Linked DNA regions of Mus musculus: all the other regions are linked to region 3. Evidence: chromatin contacts called from public Micro-C and promoter capture Hi-C data. All regions are on one chromosome and are shown on one strand. Each heading gives the region's core, a stretch centred on a gene start, on an enhancer-like site or on the middle of the called end of the contact. The rest is flanking DNA. Distances are from core to core; before and after follow the strand shown. Region 1 has its middle 33 kb from the start of Snora26. Region 2 holds the start of Dancr (differentiation antagonizing non-protein coding RNA). Region 3 holds the start of Pdgfra (platelet derived growth factor receptor, alpha polypeptide). Region 4 holds the start of Tmem165 (transmembrane protein 165).

Evidence for each region. Promoter capture Hi-C pulls out the DNA fragments that hold promoters and counts their contacts. Hi-C and Micro-C count contacts between places; a contact is called where the count stands out from the background.
Region 1: a contact with region 3 is called in a promoter capture Hi-C map of embryonic stem cells, with 3 times the contacts expected there. The contact joins the enhancer-like site here to the promoter of Pdgfra in region 3. A contact is called at or near these places in 10 of 39 promoter capture datasets (the C10 cell line, the SN4741 cell line, embryonic stem cells and 6 more), 5 of 115 datasets of contacts at active chromatin or transcription factors (the NIH/3T3 cell line, craniofacial prominence, embryonic stem cells and 2 more) and 2 of 9 other capture datasets (embryonic stem cells and liver).
Region 2: a promoter capture Hi-C map of embryonic stem cells shows a contact between it and region 3, with 4 times the contacts expected there. The contact joins the promoter of Dancr here to the promoter of Pdgfra in region 3. A contact is called at or near these places in 16 of 39 promoter capture datasets (the 3T3-L1 cell line, 3T3-L1-derived adipocytes, the C10 cell line and 9 more), 6 of 484 Hi-C or Micro-C datasets (B cells, embryonic fibroblasts, muscle stem cells and 1 more), 8 of 115 datasets of contacts at active chromatin or transcription factors (astrocytes, cardiomyocytes, embryonic forebrain and 5 more) and 1 of 9 other capture datasets (embryonic stem cells).
Region 4: a Micro-C map of embryonic stem cells shows a contact between it and region 3, with 5 times the contacts expected there. The contact joins the promoter of Tmem165 here to the promoter of Pdgfra in region 3. A contact is called at or near these places in 1 of 39 promoter capture datasets (liver), 1 of 484 Hi-C or Micro-C datasets (embryonic stem cells) and 1 of 115 datasets of contacts at active chromatin or transcription factors (embryonic stem cells).

Annotation. Positions count from the first base shown.
Region 1 is chr5:74,125,370-74,128,069 of GRCm38.p6, forward strand. No RefSeq gene overlaps it. Among named protein-coding and RNA genes, the nearest start is that of Snora26, 33 kb to the left of the region's middle. Within about 2 kb of position 1,287, at least 227 of the 459 cell types and tissues checked have an H3K27ac peak or open chromatin away from gene starts, as enhancers often do. A contact at or near this core is called in craniofacial prominence, embryonic stem cells, forebrain and 1 more, where this site is marked.
Region 2 is chr5:74,091,661-74,094,360 of GRCm38.p6, forward strand. Dancr (differentiation antagonizing non-protein coding RNA) reads left to right here and starts at 1,400. Exons shown (of 1, transcript NR_145133.1): 1 at 1,400-2,677. It overlaps Snora26 (small nucleolar RNA, H/ACA box 26), which reads left to right and starts at 1,870; the gene lies at 1,870-1,990.
Region 3 is chr5:75,150,821-75,153,520 of GRCm38.p6, forward strand. Pdgfra (platelet derived growth factor receptor, alpha polypeptide) reads left to right here and starts at 1,431. Exons shown (of 23, transcript NM_011058.3): 1 at 1,431-1,637.
Region 4 is chr5:76,182,604-76,185,303 of GRCm38.p6, forward strand. Tmem165 (transmembrane protein 165) reads left to right here and starts at 1,277. Exons shown (of 6, transcript NM_011626.2): 1 at 1,277-1,749. The coding sequence starts at 1,543.

The DNA.
Region 1 (2,700 bases), core at 37-2,536, 1.0 Mb before region 3:
CTTCAGTAATAGTGTCAGGCCTTGGGACAGCCCCTTCAGCTTCAGTGTTTTAAAAGTGGTCAATACATCAGAAAGGCTTCCACAGCTGTTGCTGAAAGAGCTAAGATCGGGAATCTATTGGCTCTAAGTTCGTACACTGTTTTGTCCTTGGAGAAAGGATGAACAACTTGTCTTGAGGCACTCAGGGGGTATGAATTCCCTGAGCTATTTTGCACCCTAATGAAGAGCTAAGCACACCCACTGCCTCAGTCAGCCAGTGCCATCGGTAGTCAACGATTACAGAGTACAAAAGGTATTTTTTATACGGTTCCGGTGGTTGGGCAGGGTAAGTGTGAATTCATCACTTGTGCTAGAACTTCGAAAAAAAATATCACAAAGGTGCTTACACTGAATGGAAGTTTATTCTGGTTCAGCTGTGACTTCTAAAGACTTTTGTAATGGTTTTTTTAATGGATTTCTGTGTCAGCCTTAAAATGCATAGGAGGTGGGTTGTTTGTTTGTTTTTTCGAGACAGGGTTTCTCTGTGTAGCCCTGGCTGTCCTGGAACTCACTTTGTAGACCAAGCTGGCCTCGAACTCAGAAATCCACCTGCCTCTGCCTCCTGAGTGCTGGGATTAAAGGCGTGCACCACCACACTCGGCATGTTTTTCTTTTTCTTTTTTTTTTTTTTTTTTCGGTTGTTTGGTTTTGTCTTTGTGAACAGGTTTTCTCTGTGCAGCCGTGGTTGTCCTGGAACTTGCGGTGTAGACCAGGCTGGCCTTGAACTCTCCGAGGTTCAAAAGCCTCTTGCCTCCTGAGTGCTGGGATTAAAGGAGTGTGCGTGCCAAGTGCCACCACTGACCTGTTGGGGGTGTTTTTCTTTGGTTTCTTTTAAAGCAAATGTCAGCTCCAGCCGCTGTAGCAGCTGTGCTCAGGAATCCTCCAGATGCATTGTTGTCCACTCATGCTCCTGGCTTGGGCCATTCCATTCGCTCCAGGCCAGGAATATACCTGCTCCTTGGAGCCGGCTGTGATATTGAGAATCAACTTGGGAAATCCGCCCTGCGGTGGCCAAGCACAGCCGTCAGCGTGCTGAAGATGCCCTGATCCTTAGTTCTGACCGCAAAGTTCTGCTCCGGGCAAGCAAAGCTCGAGGGGACACGCGGCCGTCCTGATGTCCAAACTACGGGGTACTCCTTGCCAAGCCCAGGACCTAAACCCCAGGCCACAAGCTACACGGTGACCCAAAGCCTGGCAGGGCGGGCCATAGAAAGGCAACCAATAAAGGTGGAGCGCCACGAGCAGCCAGCCAATCCCAGAGAAGATTCGGGGCGGGGCCTACATATGCTATAGTCCCTGGCCTGACTATTGGCTGACAGGGTTGTTCAGGCCGTCTGGCCCCTTCCAGCTCTGGATCTGGAGGAAGAAGCCTGGGAGCTTCTGGAGTGCCCTTCTCTGGGCGCCAGGTCACCAAACCGAACCCAAAAGGCTCTCCCTACGCCTTGGTGCTGAGGATCTGGCGCTCACCGTGGGTCTTCTCGATTGCTCTGTACTTGTACGTCTCGGGACAGCTTTGAGTCCTGGCTTCCTTGCTTTCAGAGCTACCGTTTCTTTGTCCACAAAACTCCGGGCTCCACCCCCAACATCACATAAACTAGTGGTAGTGGTGCAAGCCTGTAACCCCAGCATTCAGTGGGCAGTGGCAGGGAGATCCTGGTTTAAAAGTTATCTTTGACTACATAGTTAGTTGAGACCAGCCAGCGATGCATTAAGTCCTGCCACAGAAAGATGAGTGTAAGCCTAGTTTTGATGGCTAAACCATCTATCTCTCCAGCCCCTCCCTCTCAACAGAGTTACCAAAGAAGACATCCAATGTCAACAACCTCTGGCTTCTATACACACATGCGCACACATCTGTGAACATGTGTACACACCACACACACAAGCTCTCTACCCTCTAAGCCCCCGCCCCGAAAAGGAGTAAAGCCAGAGATGAGAGGCATGTGATCATGAAATGAAGGAGAGATATGTCCCTTCTGTAGAAGTGACAGCATTGTGTCGTGATGTCGCTCCACGATTCGATCAGAGATAGTGTGTAAGCACTGTAAATCAGCCTGGGGGTAAACAGTGAAAACAGTGAACAGGGAAGACAGTAACAAGTTCAGCACATTGACCCTGGAGTGTGGGACCGCTGGCTTAGTGGACAGACATGAATATAAGAACCTTTTTAGGGATGTAAACCTATCACTCAACAAGAGATATTATGGGGCAATAGAGAGCTAGCTCAGTGGTTAAGAGCACTGATTGCTCACCTGGGCTCATCTCCCAGCATCCACTGGGCTGCTCACAACCATCAATAACTCTAGTTCTAAGATCTAATGTCCTCTACTGACCTCTTCTGGCATCAGGCACTCACAGAGTGTACAGACAGACATACATGGGGGCAAAACACTCACTCAGAAAAGGTAAATATTTGTTAAGAGGTATCATGGCGAAGGTCGGTGACACGGTGACACCCCCTGAGACTGACGAAGGGACGACAAAGTGGAGAACTGAAGATCAGTTTCTGAGGCAAAGGGGAAGAGCCTGGGAATCTCTCATCCGTAGAGGGAAGACCGGCACAGAGCGTGTTCCAGGAAGGAGTTCCTGTGCATTCATGGATGTGTAGAACAGCTTCTGGAACTTCTGCACCAACAGTGGAGGGCTAGGGTGACTGAGATG
Region 2 (2,700 bases), core at 150-2,649, 1.1 Mb before region 3:
GATTATAAAACCTTGAGGAATATTTAAAAACACCGATTTGTACACTTAAAAGGGTGACCTATAACACTTGGGTTCAATCTCAAAAAGTTATCTAAAAAGTCAAAGCAAGTTGACAAAGCAGGTCATCATTTTTTTTATCTAGACTAAAAGTGGCTGTAAAGAAACACAGGCGAGCATGATGAATAGACTTAGAGTCCTTATTCAAACGAACTCATTGTAAAGTAACATTGTATCAGAATAGTCTTGCTGTGAACTTGGAGCGGCTGTTTATTCTAGCAATCACATTGGCATTGTCCTCAGGCAAGATGGCCTCTTTTCTTTTGAAATAAATACTGAAATATTAAGAGGTGAAACAAACCAAGCTTGAGATTTGCTTTAAAATACCCCCCCTCCCCCAACAGACCAAGACGATAGATGCGCCAGGTCTGGAATGAATGGCTGGCTTTTAGCCGAGAGAAGAACGCAGGCACGTGGCTCTTTGAACATTTTTAGTTTTAATATAAGTTTGGAAATTTAATTTCTTCAAATTAAAAAAATAATTTTATTATTATTATTATTATTATTATTATTATTTTAAAAACCTTGCCAATAAAATCATCTCAGACCGTGGAAATTCTCATTAAAATAAGTTAAGCACATATCCAGGCCTGGTGGTGAAAATTTGTCGTCCCTTCTACTCAGGAAGCTGAGGCAGAAGGACGGAAAGTTCCAGTCTTGTCTGGGAAATTTAGTGAGACCTAGTTTCAAAGTAATAAAAGGGTTTGGGATCTGAGACGCCAGGCTCTACTTTTAACCCAGGACCACTAAAAACAAGACAAAGGTATAGCCTAGGTGGAGAGTGGCATGCATGCCAGCAATCCTAGCACGTAGCACTGAGGATAACAAGTTTGATGAATACCCTGAACTAGCTACACAGTAAGTTAGAAAGCAGTGTGGGCACCTAAGAGAGACTCTGACTCAAAATTAATGGTACGGGCTGAGGAGGTAGCTCTGTGGTAGAGCTCTGTTGAGAACTAACTGCCTCACATCTCCAGCAACATTTCTCCTTGATATTACTCTCCAGGAACACAGAAAAAGGCAGCTCCTCTCAGGGTTAAGGAGGGGCCCTGGGAGTGAACTAGCTGAACAAGAAGGGATCTAAGTCGGAACACACCTAGCACCGGCATAGCTTCAGGAAAGGAAGGTTTCCACTGAGCACAGCCTCAACGCTTCCAACACCGCAGTGGGTGGAGAACCTGCTGCTGGAAGTCAACGGCCCCACCCTACCGGGTCCGAAACGTCCCGACGATTGGCTTCCCATACCAGCCACGCCTACAATCCTTCTGACGATTGGCTGCTCTCCTTTTCCTGTTCTGCCCCCTCCAAGCGGCCCTCTGATTGGTTGCAGGTCTCGGGGGGGGGGGGCAGCTCCGCCCCTCTCCCGGATGGCTGTATTAACGCAGCGCGCAGCGGCTCGGTCTTTCGGTCCCGGCCTTGGTGGTGAGTGTCCTCGTGGGAGGGTGTCAGGATGTCCCCGTGTCCCCTCGAGCTTTGCCCGCCCCGAGCTCAGCTGCTCCCGGCGGCCAGAACGGAGGGGTAGAGCAGTTCTCAGCGGCCCGCGGGGCGGGCGGCAGTGTCCAGCCCGGGGCTGCGCGAGACACAAAGTCCTCTGTGCCGTCCGACCCGGGCACCCTGACCACCGCCCTTTCCCTCTGCAGGCCGATCCACCCGAGCCGGTCCCCACTGCCCAGCCGTGCTGCTGCCTCGGACACAAGCGCAGGTACGTCCCGGCATTGATCGGAGGCAGGCCCTGGCCACGTGGCCGAGAAGACGGAGGTTCCAGGCCTGTCTTTGTTGAGCTGCGCCGGGCCTCCCCAGTCGCCCTTTCCTGTGCCCTTTTAAGGTTGTCGCAGTACTTTAAGAGGCTAACACAGAAGGGTAAAGGAACTCTCCATAAAACCCAGAGAGGAAAACTACACCTCCTCTTTGGATCCTGTCTGGAGTCACAAATGAACCAAAAGCTTCATTTAAAACTTGAATGTGCGCATTTTAGGTTCTGGCGATTGCTAGGTAGTGATATAGGATTTTAAAGAAAAGAAAACGTAGCCTACCTGGTTTAATTTGGTTGGAGGAGAAAGTTCAGAAGACAAGAATACATTTGCTTTTCTAGAAGTGAGATTTTAGGTCAGCTGGAAAGGATATAGTTGAGTATGTTCCACTTATGTGAAACATTTTTATTCTTTCATAGGTTGAAAACTACAAGAAACCCGTGACTGAATGGCTCCAAGGTGAAGTACTCTTGCATGTAGTGACCAGGTTTGCCTGTATTCCACTTTAGGATTAGTATCGAAGCTGAAATAGGTGAAGTGAGGGCCATGTGAGTTTCCTTGAATGGCCTTGTAACTGATTACCCTGAAGGTAGTTTGCTAAAGATTTTAATCAATGTACTAGGATCCTGCCCCACCCCTTCTTCATGTCCCACTGCCCTAGAATCAGATCTGCATGGCTATGACATGCTCGCCGTTTTAAAGATGCAAAGATTTCATGCTAGATCATTAGAATGTATCTGGACTTCGTTAGGACAAGTTCTTTGCTAGTAACCAGTCACGTGCTAGCAATTGAGGTGTGTTAACCTGTATATTGTTGCCTATGAGTAATTTTCCATAATCTTTAATAAAGGCTTCCTGTGTCAATTCTATGGCTTGTTCACTTGTTCTTATT
Region 3 (2,700 bases), core at 181-2,680:
TGGAAGTAATAGTGAGCAGGGCAGTCACCCGAGCTGAAGATACACCAGAGGCGGGCGTGCAGAAGGGCGGAGGAGAATTGGGGCTCTCAGCCCAGCTCCAGGCATCCTCTTCCCGAGCCTGATATCCCCACGGTCGGTCCTGTCCCATTTAGGGACAGCACTCGGCATTTCGGGGAAACCTCTGTGATTTACGCCAGAGCCTCAGGTCCACTATAGTGGTGAAATAACCGATGGTTATTCGACGTTTTGTTATCAACCTGGTCACCTTGTCCATTTTAATTTTGATGTGTGAGATGGAGGTGGTGGTGGTGGTGGTGGTGGTGGTGGTGGTGGTGGTGGTGGTGGTGGAGATAGAGGACTTCTCACACCCCCCCCCCCACACACACACACCAAAAGCATTCAAAAATAGAGCGCAAGTCGAAGGCCCTCCCTTCCCCCACCCGCTCCGGGAAGTCCCGCTTCGCCCAGGTTTGGTTCCTGGAGTGTCAGCGCCCCCTTTCCCTCGCCAGCAGGATCGCCGTGTCCCAACTGTCTCTCGCTGGGTGTCTTGGGTTCCCTGGTTTGTGGCTCAAACGTCCTGAAAGCTTTCCTAGGGTACGTCGCGTGCGACCCACTCGGAAGGGTGGAATTTAGGAGGATAAAAATCCTTCTGCCATCAAGATGCAGAGGGCAGGCATTTGGTAGTCACGCCTAGCCTGAGCGTTTTCATATGAAGATAGAAGAAGCGAGGACCAGATAACCCCCGAAAACAAAGGCAGGACCAGATAAGTGGCTCCGAAGGGATAAAGGTCGTTCTTTCCTTCTTCCGGAGAACATCCCAAAGGTACGCCGAGCAACCGTTATTTGCACACCGCCTCACAATCCAGCCTTTCAAAAACCCATCATCTTCCTATTAGACTCCACAGTTTCCTAATCCCATTAAAGGATTAGCAACTACACGGCACTTTCCCTTAAGACCCCCAGTTCAAAACGACGCAGCCGCGTTAGAATTTCTCCCCAGGGCCATATTTCTAGCGAGGCCCAGACTGTCTATAGAAAGGATAATTTGAATTCTAGATTTATATTCGTTTTAGAAATGAGCAGCAATTTTACGTGTATTTTCTTTTCGAAGAGAATACAAAACAATAGCACCCCCACCCCCAAATTGGGAAGTCAACTCATTTTGGAAATGATGGCTGTTTGTAGTTTCCTGAAACCTCTTTCCCGGCAGAACGTCAACACCTCCCCCTTCGGCCCCCCACCCCACCCCATCTGGTTTGCTCCCCCCTCCTCGTTGTTGTTGAAGTCTGGGGGTTGGGACTGGCCCCCCTGATTGCATAAGAGCAAAAAGCAAAGAAGAGGTCTTGAGCCTGAGAGAGTCAGAGAGCAAGGAGTCCTAGGGAAACTTTTATTTTGAAGAGACCAAGGGGGGGGGGGACTTCATTTCCTGACAGCTATTTACTTTAAGCAAATGATTAGTTTTTGGAGGACGGACTATAACATTGAATCAATTACAAAATGCGGGTTTTGAGCCCATTACTGTTGGAGCTTGAGGGAGAGAAACAAACGGAGGAGCTGCGGGGAAGGACTGGAAGCTTGGGGCTTACTTTTCACTCCGGGTATCGGATTTTCTTTGCAAATTGACATAGAAGGAGAAGGTAAGGGAGAGGAAAAAGTGACTTTTGTTTCTCAAGAAGGTCCCTGATCATAACTTGGGGCTGCAAGAAGCTAAGTAACTTCAAATTTTGGGCAACGAGGAAAACAAAAACAAAACAGCTGAGTTCAGTGGTGTGTCCAGAAAGTAACTTATTCTGAATAAACTTCACTGGAATGGGGGGTGTGGGGGGGTAACCATTAGAGAGTCAAAGATAAAAAAAAAAAAAGAAAAAGAAAAAGAAAATGAAAAAAAATCCAGACCTATTTTTAAAAGCAATGTTTTTTTTTTTTTCCCTACACAATCCTATAGCCTTCCAAAGAAATTGTTAGGCTTACATTTTTGAGGTTTTCCTCCAGGGTGGGGGTGGCGTTCGTGCTTACTGGGACGAACACCAAGTAACATTGGGGGGGTGGAAGCCGCGGCGCTTGGCCTCTTGGCAGTGGGTCACGGAAGAGGACAGGTTTTTAATGAGTATTTTCATTCGTCGCCCGCGGTTTGGCGGGACTACGCTGTAGCGGGTGGTGCGGCGCGAAGCTTGGGGAGGGGGCGCACCAGGAGAAGTGTGTGTGTGGAGGGGAAAGGGGCGCCGAGTGGGGCGCGGGAAAGCGCTAAGAAAAAAGGGAGGTGTGAAGGGCTCGGCTGGAGGAGGTCGGACCTCGGATGCCGGCCGGGCACACTCGGCGCCAGTCGAGCCCTCGTAATTACTGGACGGCGCTGCTGTTGGAAACATCTGGGGCCAGACTTGAGCGCGGCGGTGGCGGCTGCAGCACCGTGAGAGGGGCGCGCGGGCGAGGGGCGCAGCTCCAAGGGTTCCGGAGAGATTGGAGCGAATTACTTGGGTGCTAGAAGCCTCGGGCGGAATCCGCAGTGCGCTGGGATCGTGCGCCTCTCACTCCAGCGACGGAGGCAGCGGCGGCAGCGGCGGCGCGGACGAGCGATCTGGAATAATGACAAACACATTTGGCCTCGAGTGAAGAAGTCGTCCTGGCCTCGCATTCCAGCAACTGGGATTTGAGGAATTTCAAACTGCACTCCGAGGGGCCCTCATTGTGCTCCGTAGTCCC
Region 4 (2,700 bases), core at 27-2,526, 1.0 Mb after region 3:
CATCTCAGTCTCCTGCAGCTGTAGCCCTTGAGCCATTTGCTTTTTCTTTGCTTTATGTGGGGTAACTAGAATTTAGCCAGGAGGCCTTTCTCTGAGATGATCATAGACTAGAGAACGCCAGGAAAAAAAATAATAAACCTGGTCCCTAGCAGAACTCAAGGATCCGTGACACCTAACTCTTCTGCCTCCATCTACTGGGCTGCTTCTTTTATTCTCTCCACTTGACACTCCTATCTCCTCTGCAGGCCCTTTTGAGCAAGGCAAATCTTTGCAGAAAAAGGAGGTGGCTGAAGGAGTCTAGACTTCTGATCCCTGTCATGTTGTATTCTGAGGGCTCAGGACATTTACACTCCAGGAATGAACTTGGAGGTACAACAACTGCACCCCAAACTATGTGTAGGAAGCATCTTGGTTATCTCACAATACTGGGAGCATAAATAAGCTATAGCTTGAAGGGTTCTGTAAGGAGCAATGCTGAGTAGGCTAAGGAGAGGTTGCAAGAATGGCTTGTGAAACAGGAGTAGGATTTAGATTAGTGCCTGGCACATGGTTAGCAATTTGTGGTGTGTGTGTGTGTGTGTGTGTGTGTGTGTGCGCGCGCGCGTACGGTATCTCAGCTTTTCTTTAGAAAAAAAAAAAAAAATCCAGCCCTAGTCTAACGCCTAACTAACCATTCTTTCCTGTCTTCTACTTTTGCCTACTCAAGGCCTCCATCCCACAGAAACCCTAACCACTCAACTCCAAACCTTTTCAGGATATCCTATTTCAGGATAAGGCATCCTGAGCCAGGGCAGTGATGACTTTTGGTCTGCGGCTATTCAACAATGTTTTAAAATCAAGCTTGGACGTTCTCATCTTTTACTTCCGAATCTTACTTCAGAACCTTCAAAAAACCCCAGCATATGGACCCCCAAAGAACATTCTGTGTAGGCGGTCCAGGGACGTGGTGAGGGTGGGTGGATCGTAACTTAAAGGTGTGGCAGTTCCTGCCACGTAGGTAGCGGGGCTGGGACTCACTTGACATTTAATAGAAGTGGAGGTGGCGGCGGCTTAGGCCTTAAAGACCTAAGGCTCTTGAGGAAGTACTGGTAGGAGCCTGGCAGCCTGACCTCTCCAGGGCCAATAAGGGGGTCTCTGGTGGGACCCGAGAGGACGCAGGGAGAGTCCATCAAGCAGCTCCAGCTACCTGGCCCGGCGCGCCGGGTCCAATAGGACCAGTGAGCGAGCCGCACCTCAACCTGCCGGAAACGTCACGACGCCGGGCTGACGTCGGGCCAATGGGAGGTCGTGTTGGCCAGGGGGCGGGCCGGAGGAGTTGGGCCGCGGAGGCAGTTGGAGGAGTGTGTGGCTTCTGCTGCCCAGCTGCTCCGGAGCTCCCGCCGCCGGTCCGTCCCGGTCCGGTCCCCGCGTCCCGCGTGCTGCAGGGCTGCCCCCTGAGCGGCAGCCAGGCCTGACGGAGGCGCCTGCCGGCACGCCGGGCTCGACGCTTCCCTTCGCCTGCACTTCTTCCTGCCGCAGCGCGGTGCCGGCTGGGCGGGCGGGATGGCGGCCGCGGCCCGGGGGAGCGGCCGGGCGCCGACGCGAAGGCTGCTCGTGCTCTTGCTGCTTCAGTTGCTCTGGGCCCCGGCCGGGGTCCGCGCCGGCCCGGAGGAAGACCTGAGCCATCGGAACCAGGAGCCGCCGGCGCCCGCCCAGCAGCTGCAGCCGCAGCCCGCGGCGGTGCAGGGCCTCGAGCCGGCCCGGGCCGAGGTGAGAGCCCGGGCTGGTGGGGATGGGGCGGGCTGAGGCCGCGGAGCCCGCAGTCGGGTACCAGGCTCCCGCGCTGGCGGCGCCGCCCTCTTTCCGAAGAGGCTGGGGGAGGGGAGCCGGCCCCTGCTCCGCTCGCTGGGAGGAGGGTGACAAGACGGCTTTCTTAGGCGCGGCCTGGCCTGGCCTGGCTGCTTGGGGGAAGGGAAAGTGAGGGCCCCAACCGGGGCTCCCCAGAGGTCCTCTAGATCCCTGGTACCGACAGGCTTGCTCTGGATTCTGCCTTCTGCTGATCACATGGGCCATACTGAAAAGACTGGAAATCATCATCCCAAGTAGAAAGTTTTTAGTACAGAGCCGCTGGGAGACTTGTCTCTCTCGAAGTAGCATCACATTGTTGGAAGTATCAGCCATTGTTGAAGCAACCCAACCAGAGATGCTCACCCGAATTCAGCTCGGCACACCCTGTGGTTCTTGCCAGATACAGTGTCTAGAGATTATGCGTTGCCACCCTCCCTTAAAAAAAAAAAAAAAACAAAAAAACGTGTTTTGGCATGAAGGAAGTTGCCCTTGAATGCAGAGACTTGTGCCCAAAGGTAGAGCGCTCTATAGTGAGGGATTCCAAAACTCCATTTATAGGTAAACTAGAGCCTCATAAGTTTCTTTAACCATTACCAGATAGATAGAAATTAACCTTTTAATCTATGTTCGTAGAATTTCTCCTTTCTATGTTACTTTCCTCTGAGTTGGACTCTCTATTTCCAATTTTGACTCCTACATTCTGGAGTTTTTTTAGTCTCTTAGTAGGGTCCATTTTGGCATTCCCTTTCCTACTTCTGTCTTTATCTGCCCTCCAAGAGAATGGCTGTCCTGACTTGAGTACAGATCAGGGTGACCGCAGGATAGATATTCATTTTCCCATCACCATGCCGTTCCAGCTAAACCCCAGGTCTT